Regions from separate parts of the Sus scrofa genome. Here region 1 is linked to region 2. The links are chromatin contacts, called in public HiChIP or PLAC-seq maps. All regions are on one chromosome and are shown on one strand. The core of a region is the stretch at or near the end of the contact, and the rest is flanking DNA. Distances in the headings are between cores, read along the strand shown.

Region 1 (7,135 bases), core at 3,877-6,376, 120 kb after region 2:
TTCAAATTTTATTTCCCACACCTAGAAATTAATATTTGGAAAAAAAAAAAAAAAAGGAGTTCCCATCGTGGCACAGTGGTTAATGAATCCGACTAGGAACCATGAGGTTGTGGGTTCGATCCCTGGCCTTGCTCAGTGGGTTATGGATCCGGCATTGCCGTGAGCTGTGGTGTAGGTCTCAGACGCGGCTGGGATCCTGCACTGCTGTGGCTGTGGCGTAGGCCAGAGGCTATAGATCCGATTAGACCCCTAGCCTGGGATCCTCCATATGTCCCAGGAGTGACCCAAGAAAAGGCAAAAAGACAAAAAAAAAAAAAGACAAAAAAAAAAGAAATGAATATTTGGGGTGATGAACCATGCAGTTGCATTCTGTAATACTTGGTAAATCAATAAAATATCTAAACCTAAGAAGCTTGGAACTTATAAATCTAGGTTTACAGCATCTTTTATCACTGAATTTATAACTACTCCAATCAGTTTTTGACATCATGTAAACATAAAAAGGCTAATCTAGAAAATACAAATTCAATCAGACCAAAGATATCAAGTATCTTTATCTACAATAACTTCTGTGAGAAATAAATATACAAGTTAAAAATTCATGTACAAACTACCATTCTATCCAGTAGTTTATAAGAGAAAAAAAGGAAATATTCCTCAATAACAAGAGTTGACAAAGAAAGGTATCTTGGGAATGATACAAAAGCCACTGAATTCTTCTGTAGAATGTTAATTCAGCAAATATGTACTAATGCATATGCTTATGTGCTTGGCAATGTGCTAGTGACAGTAACCCTGCACTAGGAGTTATAATACTCACTAGCCATTCACTTTAAGCTCTCAAAACCAGAAATGAATAAATTGGGACAACTGCATGGAAAGATGGCAAAAGTATGTACAGGTTTCCTCAATCTCAGTTCCTTACAACCTAATGAAATGCTCATCAGGAGGTATAAACTGCAAATAAACTAGCAGAACTAAGAACTGGCCCAATGCGTAGTACAATATTTCCCCCCTTCTGTGAGATACCTTCCAAGTGGATGCTTGAATCTGTGGATAGTGAAAAACCCTATTCATGCTATGTTCTTTCCCTTACATACATACCTATGATAAAATTTAACTTATAAATTAGGTACAGTGAGAGATTAAAAATAAAATAATTATAACAACATACTGTAATAAAAATTATGTGAATGTCATCTCTCTCACTTTAAATATCTTATTGTACAAATTCATTACCTTGCCAACTTAACTAAGCATTTATCATGCACTGTGCCTGTAACTTTTGCAGTTTGGTGTACAATAGCAAAACAGGCATGAATTTTTTACTTTTTCACAATTTTCACAAATAAAAGATCTGTTCAGGGTAAGACCTTAGCAACCTTGGCATTAGATTATTTCTCCTCATTAAGTCGAGAGCTTTTACCTTTTCACTTAAACTTTATAGCTTCTCTTTGGTATATCCAAATTGCCGGCATCACTACTCTTATGCCTTGGGGCAATTATTAAGTAAAATTATGGTTAACTTGAACACAAGCACTATGATACCTGATAGTCCCTCCGATAATCAAGGGCACTGCTAAGTGACTAATGAGTGGGATATACTGGACAAAGGGATGATCAATGTCCCTTGCAAGACAGTGTGAAATTTCACCATGCTACAAAGAACAGCATCCATTTTAAAATTTATGAAGCACTTATTTTCAGAATTTTCAATGTAATATGTTCACATGGTAGCTGACTGTGGGTAAATGAAAACCACACCCACCCACAGTGGGCCTATGAAGGTGAAACTACAGATGGGGGTGCAGGGCACTACTGTACATACATAGAAATGTTTTCATCTAAAAGTAGATAATTACATGTATAACTGATTTACTTTGCAGTACACCTGAAACTAACACATCTTTCTACGTCAACTACACTCCAATAAAATTTCACTGTGAGCATTTATGGTATACAGAAGTAAGGCTAAACAACTATTATCGTGGATATGATACTGAATATAACTTTTACATTTCTTCCTAAAAGACATGAAAAGTCTTTGGAATTTACTATTGGGGTAGTAATATTAACAATAATTATAATGGAATGAGTTACAAGTCCCAAGGCACAATGACACAAAACCATATGTATTTGCATTCTTGCATAGTTGGGAAAAAAATGATATTAAGTTAATTGGCAAATGATACACTTGGGTAAAAATACATGCAGCATATGACATAGAAAGGGCTGATACATACAATATGCAAAGAAAACAAATGAATCAGTTTAAAGAAATGATCAAGAGAAAATGGCTAAAGGAAATGAAAGGGAATTAACAGAGTACAAAAGGCTAATGAATAAGTGAAAATGAGACTTATTTTTACTAATTAATGAAGAGCTTATAAATTAAAACAGTGAAACTACTTATGCTTATCAGATTGGTAAAGATTAATTCCACAATATAGATGTGCATGCCATTGTTCAAGAAATTCCACTTTTAATTTTTTTCTTATAGAAACATCAATACAAGAATGCAAATACATGTGGTAATAATAGTCAACATTTACTGCATATATGCTAGACACTACTTAATCTTACAGCAATGCTTAAGAGTAAAGTACTGTTGTTATTCTCATTTTGAGAATTAGGAAACTAAGGCATAGAGTGATTAAATAACCAGCCCACAGTCCCACTGACAATGATTATGAGCAGGACCCCCAGCTATCCGATTTTAAAGCCCAAGTTCTTAAAGAGGCAGTATAAAAGAATGTTCACTGAAGTACTGGGCTAATTAGAAACAATCTAGATGTCTACCAAGATGGGACAAAATTCTGCTACATCCACACAACTGAATTCTACCTATTCCACTAAAAGAATATACATACACACTGACATAGAAAACAACTAGGATATACTAAGTTAAAAAAGGAAAAGGAACAGGAGGTGTAACTGAATTTCTGAAATAAATAAATAAATAAACACCTAAATAAAGGAAGAGGGAAATACATAGACATAGGGGAAAAAAAAAAAACTGGAAGTAGACCAAATTGTAAACAGAGTTTATCTTTGAGAAGTAGGATGAAGAGGGCTCCCATTTCCTAAATATTTTTTAATTTAACATTTGTAAGTATTTGCAACTAATATGTAATCAAAAGAAAACATAAGCTGGATGGATCAATTGTTTCTTTAGCTTTGTGAATCCTAGGTTCCAAGGTGAAGAATCAGGAAGTGACGGTGACGCACACAATTTTTCTACTTGGTAATTATCTGAAACTTTTTTTTTTTCTAGAAGTGATTTTAGAGTAAAGTTTAGAGCGCTCACCATCGAAACGAATCTGAACGGAAGTGGTCTACTTCCGTAATAACTACAGCAGAAACGCAACAAATCACACCTAATGAACGAGCAGTTGTGATACCACTGCCAAAGGCAAAAATGTACAAAAACAACTTGATCCCTTTGCTGTACAGTGGGAAAATTAAAAAAAAAAAAAAAAAGTCTGCGTGGGACCATTACGCTGAAGTGCTGGAAGTCACAGTGCCAGAAGGGACGGGAGAGAGGAGACGAAAGAAGCGGGGCGAAGAGGCCGTACCTTGGGTGAAGAGACCGGCACCGTAGAGACGGCGGCGGCCCGGGCTCGACTTCGCTTAGAGGGCGGGCAGGAACACCACGGCTTCTGCCTCTGGCCCAAGTCGGCCGCAGCGGCCGAGCACCAGGTGACGCTCACCACCTCCTTGAGGTTCCCTAACACCAAAACTATCTGGCAATTCAAATTTTAAGAGCCTGCCCTCCAGGCACCAGGGATTGGCGCGCTCAGGAATTGCGTCACCACGCGTCTCTCTGGGACGCAGGAAAACGTGGGGCGGTCCCCGCTCCGCGAGGGCAGTGCTCTTTCTACAAAACGTAGGCAACCCCAAGTTGCCACGGGTACCGGGCACGCACCTCTAGCTGTCCTCGAAATTAATTTCCTCTTCAGAGAAGGAGCCAACCCCGCATTCTGCCGTTCCTCCCGAAATGCTCTGCGGCAGGAAGACTACGTCAGACGTCGTCTGCGCGCTCTGGCACTTCTGTGGGTTTTTAATTTTGGTCCTTCCCGGCTACCTTCCTCCCCTACTGGCGTGAATGCTGATAGAATTTGGTTGTGCATTCCCTTCCGTCTGAAAGAAAACTGCTTGCCGAATCCGTTTAAGAGCCTTTAGTTTTCTCAGGCCGTCAGGTATTTGAGGCCGAGAAGGAGCGTTTTGTTCTTGAAACAATGGACTAAATGCAAAGTTATACTCGCAATGGGATACTTAGTTTGAGCTATTCCCCCCGGGAAATTTTCTTTTGTTTTGCTTTGTTTTTAAGAAACTTACTGAATCCTAAAGCCTTAATCTCGGCTACCCTGGTTTGCCTTACAGTTGCAGTTAGACCGAGCCGTATCAGACCACACCCAGTGATGCTGTGCCGTAGCCACGGCGGAGCACTGTGTATCCCCCGCTTCAGCGCCCCAGCAAGCCGCAGTTGCCGGCCGGAAGCATTGTGTAGTGCCCCTTGTTTCAGTCTTGGCAGAGAAAAAGGAGCCAGAGGAGTAACTAGTGTTTTCAGCCCTAAATCCCTTCTGGCTCCAATCCTGCACCTTCTTTCCATGAACTCCGCCCCCCTCCTCACCAAGTACGCATTTAGGACAGGAGAGTTTATTTTTTGCTTCATCCAAGAAAAGTTCTCAGCATCCTAGAATCATGTATCGCATCTGTCCGATAAGACTGGACTGAAATGGCTGTAATGAATTAATTTTTTAAAGAGATGGTTGCGAGCCCTTCTTCTAAAGTCTGTATCCACTAAATCCTGTATTCACCAAATATTCAGAATCCAAAATGTAAATTTAAAGCATAAAATGATTGCAAGTAAAGAAAAAAAAGAAACCAGTTGGGGGGTAGAACGAGGAAAGCAAATCTGTCAGAGCGGAAAAATCAAAGAAGAGACAGTAGGCTGGAGCTCTGAGACTTCAAGCCAGTTTTATGGACCAACAGATTGGCCAGGAGTCGGGAGAGAGCTCAGGTTCTCCGCTGCTTAGGGAGCAGTTAGTGATGTAGGAAAAGGGGTAGTTTCTATTTTCAGCACAGGTTTGTTCTTGGGCTAGGTCAGTATTCAAGGGTTAGGGGGAGGCAGTTTCCTTAGGAATGTAAGTAATGGTTTTGGGTGGGGGGTAGAGGGCAGTTGTAAAAGAACATCGTCTGATGAATGACTCTTTAACTGGTCTCCAAGGCAGCTCATTGTTCCCCAGGGGATCAGCCTTCTAGATTTTAAGTCTGATTAGAGTTTAGGTGGTGCATAGCAGGTCATGTACGATTCCCCACCTAAGAAAATCCATGTAGATAAATGAAGTTTCTATTTCTGCAGCATAATGGGAAATTGACTGGACATGGATTTGCACCAGATCTGTGGGAAAAGCCAGACTTAAAAATATGTGTTTAATGACATCTATGAAATAAACTCTGTGGGATAGAGGGGTTTTAAAGAGACAGGCATTCATATTTCAAAGCATCTGAAATGGAAATGTGAAAGTTTTCTATTCCTGATGATAGAGATAGACATGACTCACAACATTCAGTCAAAATAGGAACCTTGAAATATTAAGGGCAGGTACTCAGTTTAATTTTTTAAATTAACTGTTTCTCGTGTGAGAAGTAACTAGGATCTAGTGCGCTCCAGAGTGAACTGCAACAGGAATTTACATAAGAATGACAAATAATTTTCTAAGGAAACCTGGATAACAGCTTGTGGGTAAAAAAGTACAGAGAGAAGGCATACAGGCCAAGGGACAATGTTCATCTGTCCGTTGGACATTGATATGCTGCCTCGGATGGACCGTTTAAGTTTATATCTGCTGGGGATGGAGAGCTTCTTATATTCACAGTCAGGCAGCTGGAATAATCTGTCCTAAGTCTGTAACTCTTGGGAATGTATACAGACCCACTTAGGGTCCAAAAGACAGATATTGGAGGAGCCGATTCCTCTAATCGTTGTGTGGGAGTTGCTACCAAGGGATCTGAGTCTGCTGAGCTTGGAGGAATATTCCCAGCACCATGGTAAGTTCCAGTAGGGGCACTACTTGACCATATAGCATTTTGGGGGGAATTAGAAAAAAGATACTCTTTCATCAAGGCCAGTGGTTCTCAACCAGGGATAATTTTGCACCCCTAGAGGACATTTGGCAATGTCTGGAAATATGAATGTCAGGACTGAGAAGGATGGCCCTTGTAGCTATTGAGTAGAGGATAGAAATGCTGCTAAACATCCTATAATGCACAGGGCAGCTATTGATAATTCTTAAAGAATTATCAAGATTAAAATGTCAGTAATGCCAAAGTTGCAAGATCCTACACTTGTAACATGTAGCCCTGAATTAGGATTTTTGTCTCCTTTCACTCTGTGTTCCCAGTGTAAGGCATAACTGTGCAAATACTACTGTCCTCTCTGGGCTTAGAGGAAGGTTGAAAATGGAATCAACAGGGAGGTTTTACAGGCTTTTAAGAGGAGGATTCTTCAGTAGAAAAGACTGTCAAGAAGATTGTTGTATAATAGAGACAGTATACAAGCACATAAACATATAAACATACTATTACAAATTGTAATAAGTGCTATGAAGGTGTATTAGTTTGGCTCCTGCAGGAAGCTGATGGTAAGATGGAATTCGGAATACAAGAGACTTGTTGAGAGATATGGCCTGTGAAAGTTTAAGGGGGAGGAAAAAGAATTGGGTCTAGTAAATCCTTAGGCTTTAATGCAGATCTGCCATTTGTGAAAGAAAAAAGGAGTAGGAAGCAGAATTGGGCCTGGTAAATCTTTAGGCTTTGATGCAGATCTGCCATTTGTGAAAGAAAAAAGGAGTAGGAAGCAGAATTGGGCAGAGGGAAGGAACCAAAGATTGCAATACAGATTGACAAAGAATTGGCTAATGCAATAGGGAGTATGGAGGTAGCCCATCAGAGGAGGTCTGCAGTGGGCAGAAACCAGAAATGGGCAGGCCCTGAAATCCATCATGCTGGAGGTGGGAAGAACATGCCTTGCCTCAAAGGCTTAATTTTTTTTTTAGTTGACATATAACAATGTATTAGTTTCAAGTATAGAACATAATGATTTGATATATATATGTATATATATATATCT
Region 2 (7,047 bases), core at 1,498-3,997:
GTGCCTGTGGCATAGGCCAGCAGCTGTAGCTCTGATTAGACTCCTAGCCTGGAAACCTCCATAGGCCGAGGGTGTGGCACTAAAAAGCAAAAAAAAAAGTAACAATACTCACCTTGCTTTCAAAAAGATGGTTATAAGCTGTCACCAAATGGTCCTTGTTAGCTGTCTTGGCCACATTTTTAATGTTTCCTAATAACTTATGCTCTGCAAGAAACTATAAAGACAAAAAACTGGTTAGTCAAAATAATTCCCTCATGTAAGAAATGGTCTACAATTAGAAAATGAACTTTTATTTCAGCAATTTTGTTTTCAATCATACTACTAATGATAAATGAAATGTATTTTATATTTCATTATATATATAATATATATAGTGAAATATTTATTTTATAAATTCATTTTCCATAATGAAAATAAGATTTAAGGAAGATTAAAAAATACTGATTATTTATAAGAAATAATAAATAACATACACTGGCATGTACTAACCCTTTTTCCATCTAGGAACTCACAGAAAAGCCCACTTATTGGCAAACACACTTTGGTAACTGGGCAAAGCTGCTCCTGGCAAGATGTTACTTGGCCCATGGCCAGGGATCTTCCAGCCATGTTGGGTATAGATATCTTAACATATCTGTAACCCATTCTTGGCACATCTGGAAGCACTGTTACACAGTGTTGGATATATATAGTGTTCAAGTTTTCCTAAAGACTCAGTTTCTCCATCACAGTGGAAGGTTAATAATAGCATTATATGTCAGAGGCTTCCTGTAAGGATATCTATTTCCAGTCACATAGTAAGAACTCAGTACTACCTATTTAATAAAATAATGTATTTAATAACTGAAACTAACAGCCAAATTCCATTTCTCTCAAATATAAGACTATAAGTTGTCAAATATACACCAAAATACTACTACTGAAATATCAAATTATCAAAATCATGTACGTGGGGATTTTCATAACTTCTTTGAACTCTGCTTCCCTTACTTTATTCTGCTTCCTTCCTTGCTTGATTCCTTTTTTTGTTAACTTTCTCAATGATGTCCTCTGGCATCTTCTAACTTTCCAACAAAGCACTTTTCCCAACACTATCACTATTGAATTTTTCTTTTTCTTTCTCTTAGAAAAATGTTCTAAATGATAAAGGCTCATGGGAAAGGCTATTTTGATTAAACAGAAGTAATCAGTTGCTTTAGCACTGCTGTGATTAGCAAGCTTTCTTTATTAGCAAGCTTTCTGAAAAATATCCAAAATATAAACATTTATCCCCTTGATATCTTATGAGCAATACAATAGTGATTGTCAAATAAGTTTAAGTATGTAAATGAACACTGTAGGGTACGCACTTAAAAGATTAGTATGTCATAAAAATATTTAGATAATCCAAATCTCTTGAAATTGTCCAAGGTGGGCCAGTTTTACATATTCCCACTTTGGGATGATCTGTTTTCTAAGAATTTGATGAATATAGTTCAGTACTGAGGCATTACTTGTTAATAAACAATAAATCTCTTGCTTCAATGAAATATAAACTGGCTTAAGAGAAAATATTTCCACCAAAATGGTATAAAATGTCATTTTCATCCTTGTATCCACAAACACTGAGCCAATAATTCTTGCTATCAGGATAATAAAGGAGCATGATACTGGAAGAGGGAAAATAATTACACCTCCCGTTCAAGAACGTGCAAAATGAAAATAAACTACTAATGTGCAAAATGAAAATAAACTACAAGCTTCTCAAAAGAGCCCAGAAGCAATTTTTCTAAATGCAAGTTTAGAAATTCAGTTAAAAATTGTCGAGAAACCATATATAGACTGCTGCTTCTATTCCCCATACGTGGGCGATAATGCACGCACACAAACTGTTCAGCAATTTAGGAGAGGTATGAATGATCTTAATTTCCGAAGGGAAAAAAATTCAAGTCTGACAAAAATAACTTGTGACTACAGAGGGTGATTAAAATGGAGACTGCTGAAAAATGCAGGGCGTATAAGTATGAAGAGTGCCAAATAGATTTCTTAGTTGCTTTATAAGAATGCGAGATCACTGTACATGGAATACTCATGTGACTTCCCTAAATATAAAGGTAAAAAGGTTATTTAAAGGGTCGATATTAAAAAAAAAATCGCATGCATGATTAGTGATCAGTATTTGGTAACTGATGAGAAAAGCAAATCGCACACATCGTTGCTACCGAAATCTTCACATCCCTTCTCATCTCCCTAACAGCCCACACTCCCCTCCAGGGATCTCATCCAAGCCTCCAATCCTCTGTCCCCCGCTTGAGCCCCCAATATTTCCAGGGTTCTTTTTTTTTTTTTTTTTTTTCCTCTCATGACCTCCACCCTCACTCAATTTGAGTGAGATTCTAATTCTGCGATGGCTGCGAGCCCCAAGAAATGCTGCTGCTCCACCCGCCAAAGAACTGCCTGCCCGAGGGGCGGGAGCGTGGCTCCGGAGCGCACGCGGGGCCTCTCCGGCCTTGCAGGCACAGGCCGCGGGAGAGAGAGGGCGGGGGCACGGAGGAATACGGCAAGTATAGGCATCTATGGGGGGGCGAAGTATCCCTCCGGCCGCACCAGCCCGGCCGCCCCGCTGCCTCTGGTACCGAATCTGAACCGTGATCCTGCAGAAACTTGATAATGTCCTTCTTGGGTAGCTGCTCGCTGCGCAGCTGCTCCACGGTCCAAGCCCGCTGTGGAACGGCGGCCGCCATCTTCCCCCGCTGCCTCTGCTTTACTGAGCCAGCCCGCCTGGGTTCGGCATCGCCCCGCCCCCTGGGCGTGGCGCGGACCCCGCAGGAAGCTCTAGGGGGCGGGGTCATTGCGCTATCCCGCAGGATTGGGGCCAGTTTTTGAGTGACGTCAAGACGGTACGTTGCGGGCCTCTTTGTTGAGTCCAGGGTAAAACCAGCTGATGTGGCCCCGGCGGCTGACTACGCAGGAAAACGGAAGCATTCATCTCCTAAATGTATCAAGCATTACCCATATATATTTTTTAATTATCGACGAGCTGCTATGCCTTTAAAGTCTATAACCTGTTTAAAAGAAACATCAGCACTCAGACATCTAATCTCATTTTATTTCCCTTCTAGAAATTCACACCCAAATTGGCTCATCAGAACGACCCATATTCCACCACCTCCCTATTGAGACTCACACAAATGAAGCTAGAATACAACCTGTTCCCTCACCCCTCACAAATACAGAAGCATGATAAATAGTTTGTCTAAAAGCAAGTTCAGACATTGGACCAAATAAAGCAATGTAAAGTACCTACACGAAGGACGGCGATTGCTGATGTTGGTGTTTAGGAGGGTGACGTTAACGGTGTGCGAAACAACCTCATTATTGTATGTGCACTTTTCCTCAATATACGAGGAAACAAATCTACAGAGATTACTCAAAGTCACCAGGTTTCGTGTGGAAAAGCTGGGAACTGTAACCAAATCTGAGATAGAAATCTATTTCCAGAGTAGAATAATATCACACCAACGCTTATTGCTCTATGTAATTTATGAAGATGTAGTGGAGCATCAGGACGCCTTGCTTTTTTCCTTTAGGATTTTCCAGCAAATATCAGGGCCAAACCATTCATTCCTTTTAAACAATAAAAATGTCAAAATAATGGGTTCTACTTCTAATACTGCGAAAAAGAGACTGACATTTTGCTTTCTCTGTCTGGATAGAGAAATAAGACAAGTTATTTAATTCTGTCTAAACACGTTTGTTTTTCACCTCTTCTTTCAGTTTAGAAATACAACCAACAAGCACGTTAGATGCTCATTAAGTTCAAAATATATGAGTATCTACAGTTTTGAATCTCAAGGTTATTTATTGTATCATTTTAAGCTATATCATTTTAGCAACGACGCCCAGACACCTAATCTAGGAAAACGGAACCCAATTTAGAGTGGAGAAGAAATTGACCGGGGGACCAAATTTATAGTAGCTCCTTGATAAAGCGCTTGCGTCTCCGAGAGGGCGGCAGGATTTCCGGGAAGCCCGCCAATCATATTCCCCACGCAGACTCAGTGGCGGCATTTTCAACTGGATAAACTGGCCTTAGTCCCGCCTCTGGTTCTACTCCTTTTTACGCGAAGGTAACCGATGGGGGTTGGAACGGAGGCTCTTAGCTGCAAGAGCTGCTGGCCTGTCTTCGGTGGTCGTCGGCCTAATGAGCGGACGGCAAAGAACGCTTTTCCAGACGTGGGGCTCAAGAGTTTCCCGATCCGCCGGGGCTCCGAGTTGCAGTTCTGGAACTGGGAGGACTCAGAGCCCTGGCATCTCCAGCGCGCAGTTTTCTACAGCGGCACAGGAGACAGAGGCGGCAGAGGCTGCCGAGGCTCAGCCAGAGTCCGACGATGATGTATTGCTGGTTGCAGTGTACGAAGCAGAGCAGCAGCTAAGTCTAGAGAATGGCGGGTTCTGCACCTCCGCGGGCGCCCTGTGGATTTACCCTACTAATTGCCCAGTGCGGGACTACCAATTGAACATCGCCAGGACCGCTCTGTTTTGCAACACGCTGGTTTGTCTGCCCACCGGCTTGGGAAAGACCTTTATTGCCGCCGTGGTCATGTACAATTTCTACCGCTGGTTCCCTTCTGGCAAAGTGGTTTTCATGGCCCCCACAAAACCTTTGGTCACACAGCAGATCGAAGCTTGCTACCGGGTGATGGGTATCCCGCAGTCCCACATGGCCGAAATGACAGGTATCTTAGAAACAGTTGGCTAATTTGAAATTAAGAGCTGGGCACCCAGGGGAAAGCACGCATTCTGCTGGCAATAGCACTAAGGGAATTCCTGATTCATGTGAAACAGCCCCCAGATCACAATATACTTATTTTACGTCTTCTCCCTTAAAACATCATCTTCTTGTAGCGAGCCCATCTCTAATGGATAGGGTTACTTTATTCAATCTTCAAAGGATTCCTGTAGCATTTTGAAGTCATTATGTGGGTATACCCCATTAGTAAGTGAACGTGAGTTTTCCTGAATTTCTTCCCCAAAAGGATTTCCCAGTTGAGGATTTTTTTTCTTTGAATTACTATTTTGTCATTTTGTAGGAATTCCCTAAAGGCGGCTTAGTTGTGGTAAAAGCCAGATTGCCATTTTAAGCACAACAAAGTTTTAAAATGTAGCATTCCAATGAGAGTCCAATTATCATTTTAGAAGCAGATTACCAAAGCAGGAATATATTCTGATAATAGGCCAGATTATTTATATTTTACAGATAATAGTCTGGGGTTAAGAATGTAAAGTGTCACTTTTATTTACAGGGTCTACTCAGGTTTTCACCAGGAAGGAAATATGGGACAGTAAGAGAGTCCTTTTTCTTACACCTCAAGTCATGGTAAATGATCTTTCTAGAGGAGCTTGTCCTGCTGCTGAAATAAAGTGTCTAGTTATTGATGAAGCTCATAGAGCTCTTGGAAACTATGCTTACTGCCAGGTAATTTTGTTTAAAAATATTTTATCCTGTAAACCTATTAAAGAGCATTTTGGAGAATAATTATTAATGACTGAAGGTATTGATGGTATTATTATTATTATGAAAGGCCTTATATCTATTAGCTCAACCGAGAATGATAGGAAATACTATCCTTCATTCAAATCAATATCTCTGCTGTTTGTTTTTAAAGCTTAAGGAGACCATTCGTGTCTGATGTAGATGGTGAGAGTCGTCATGTTTGAGACAGTGATCCATTATAGGGTATAGAGATGGAGATTTGGTACTAAGATAATAGTCAAAGGATTAGGTCGATATGCAGTGTTATTCCTTGGCAGCTAGGTAAAATAATACTTAACTGTCAACGTTGGTTTAAGGATTGAATGATGTAATGTATGCAGGTACCTAATACTGACTCCCAGTTAAGTACCTTAGGAATATAAAGTACAAAGGTGAAGAGGTGGAATATAGCTGAAAAGTTACTTAGAAGTAAGGTTCTGAAAGGATTTGTAGTCTATGCTTAGCAGTTTGAATGCCCTTTGTAGGCTATAGGAGATACAGGTGGTAGAGACTCATTGAAAAATATTTAGCTGCGGTGATGCTTCAGATTTAAAAGAGATTAGGGGAGAGAAGGGTAAAAGCAAGGTGTACAGTGAGGGGTAGGAGCAATTTAGGATGTCTCCCAGATTTCTGGCTTGGAAGATTGTGAGGATGGTGATGCTATTAGTAGATAAAGACTTCTGGAGGCAGAGAGCATCTAGGGTTTTGTGGAAAGAGTGAGTAGTTTTAAATTGTTGAGTTTGAGGCATCTATGAGGAATCTAGCTGTAATACTCAGTAGGCAGTGGATGACTGAGAAGTACAGATCTCAGTGGAGGGTTCAGAGCTAGAGATACAGATTTGGAAATCATCAGCATATAGGTGGTACATAATTAAAACCAGAATAGCTGGTGATGCTAGGGAGAACGTATGCAGTAAGAATAGAAGGACAATTGATTTCATTTAGTGTAAAGAGATGAATTTAACTGCCAGTTTGTGGTTTTGTAAAGTAGTTTCCTGTGGACTTGAAGAATTATTGTATTATACCTATTTTTTTTATACCTATTATCTTTTTGAGAATTGTCATCTTTCTTAGAGTTGACCTTCGATCTCACCCGAGATGGATATATTTTTCCATTTATTTATATCTTTCCAAGTTAAATTAATACCCATTGTGTTAAAGTTTCTACTTGAGAGAGGTATTTAAAACATTTATAACTCTATGGAATTCATTTTGTACATTTAGCAACTTTACTTTCAAAATATTTTAGGCATTAGGTGATTTTTTTTTTTTTTTTTTTTTTTGGTGTTACACCCACAGCATATGGAAGTTGCCAGTCCAGGGGTCCAATTGGAGCTACAGCTTCCAGCCTACGCCACAGCCATAGCAACTTGGGATCTGAGGCAAGTCTGCAACCTACACCACAGCTCATGGCAATGCCAGATCCTCAACCCACTGAGTGGGGCCAGGGATCAAACTTGCATCCTCATAGATATTAGTTGGATTAATTTCCACTGAGCCATGATGGGAACTCCTTGATTTTTTTTTTAATT

What was found. HiChIP or PLAC-seq counts read pairs in DNA pulled down with a chosen protein or histone mark.
Region 1: a contact with region 2 is called in an H3K27ac HiChIP or PLAC-seq map of alveolar macrophages. The contact joins the promoter of MIS18BP1 here to the promoter of FKBP3 in region 2. A contact is called at or near these places in 1 of 5 promoter capture datasets (liver), 10 of 47 Hi-C or Micro-C datasets (embryonic fibroblasts, fetal heart ventricle, heart right ventricle and 5 more) and 2 of 2 datasets of contacts at active chromatin or transcription factors (alveolar macrophages and skeletal muscle).

Annotation. Positions count from the first base shown.
Region 1 is chr1:175,444,273-175,451,407 of Sscrofa11.1, forward strand. It overlaps MIS18BP1 (mis18-binding protein 1), which reads right to left and starts at 5,127. Exons shown (of 14, transcript XM_021101228.1): 1 at 3,926-5,127.
Region 2 is chr1:175,329,958-175,337,004 of Sscrofa11.1, forward strand. FKBP3 (FK506 binding protein 3) reads right to left here and starts at 2,748. Exons shown (of 7, transcript NM_001244157.2): 1 at 2,616-2,748; 2 at 113-214. The coding sequence starts at 2,723. It overlaps FANCM (Fanconi anemia group M protein), which reads left to right and starts at 4,008. Exons shown (of 23, transcript XM_003480459.4): 1 at 4,008-4,718; 2 at 5,286-5,458. The coding sequence starts at 4,184.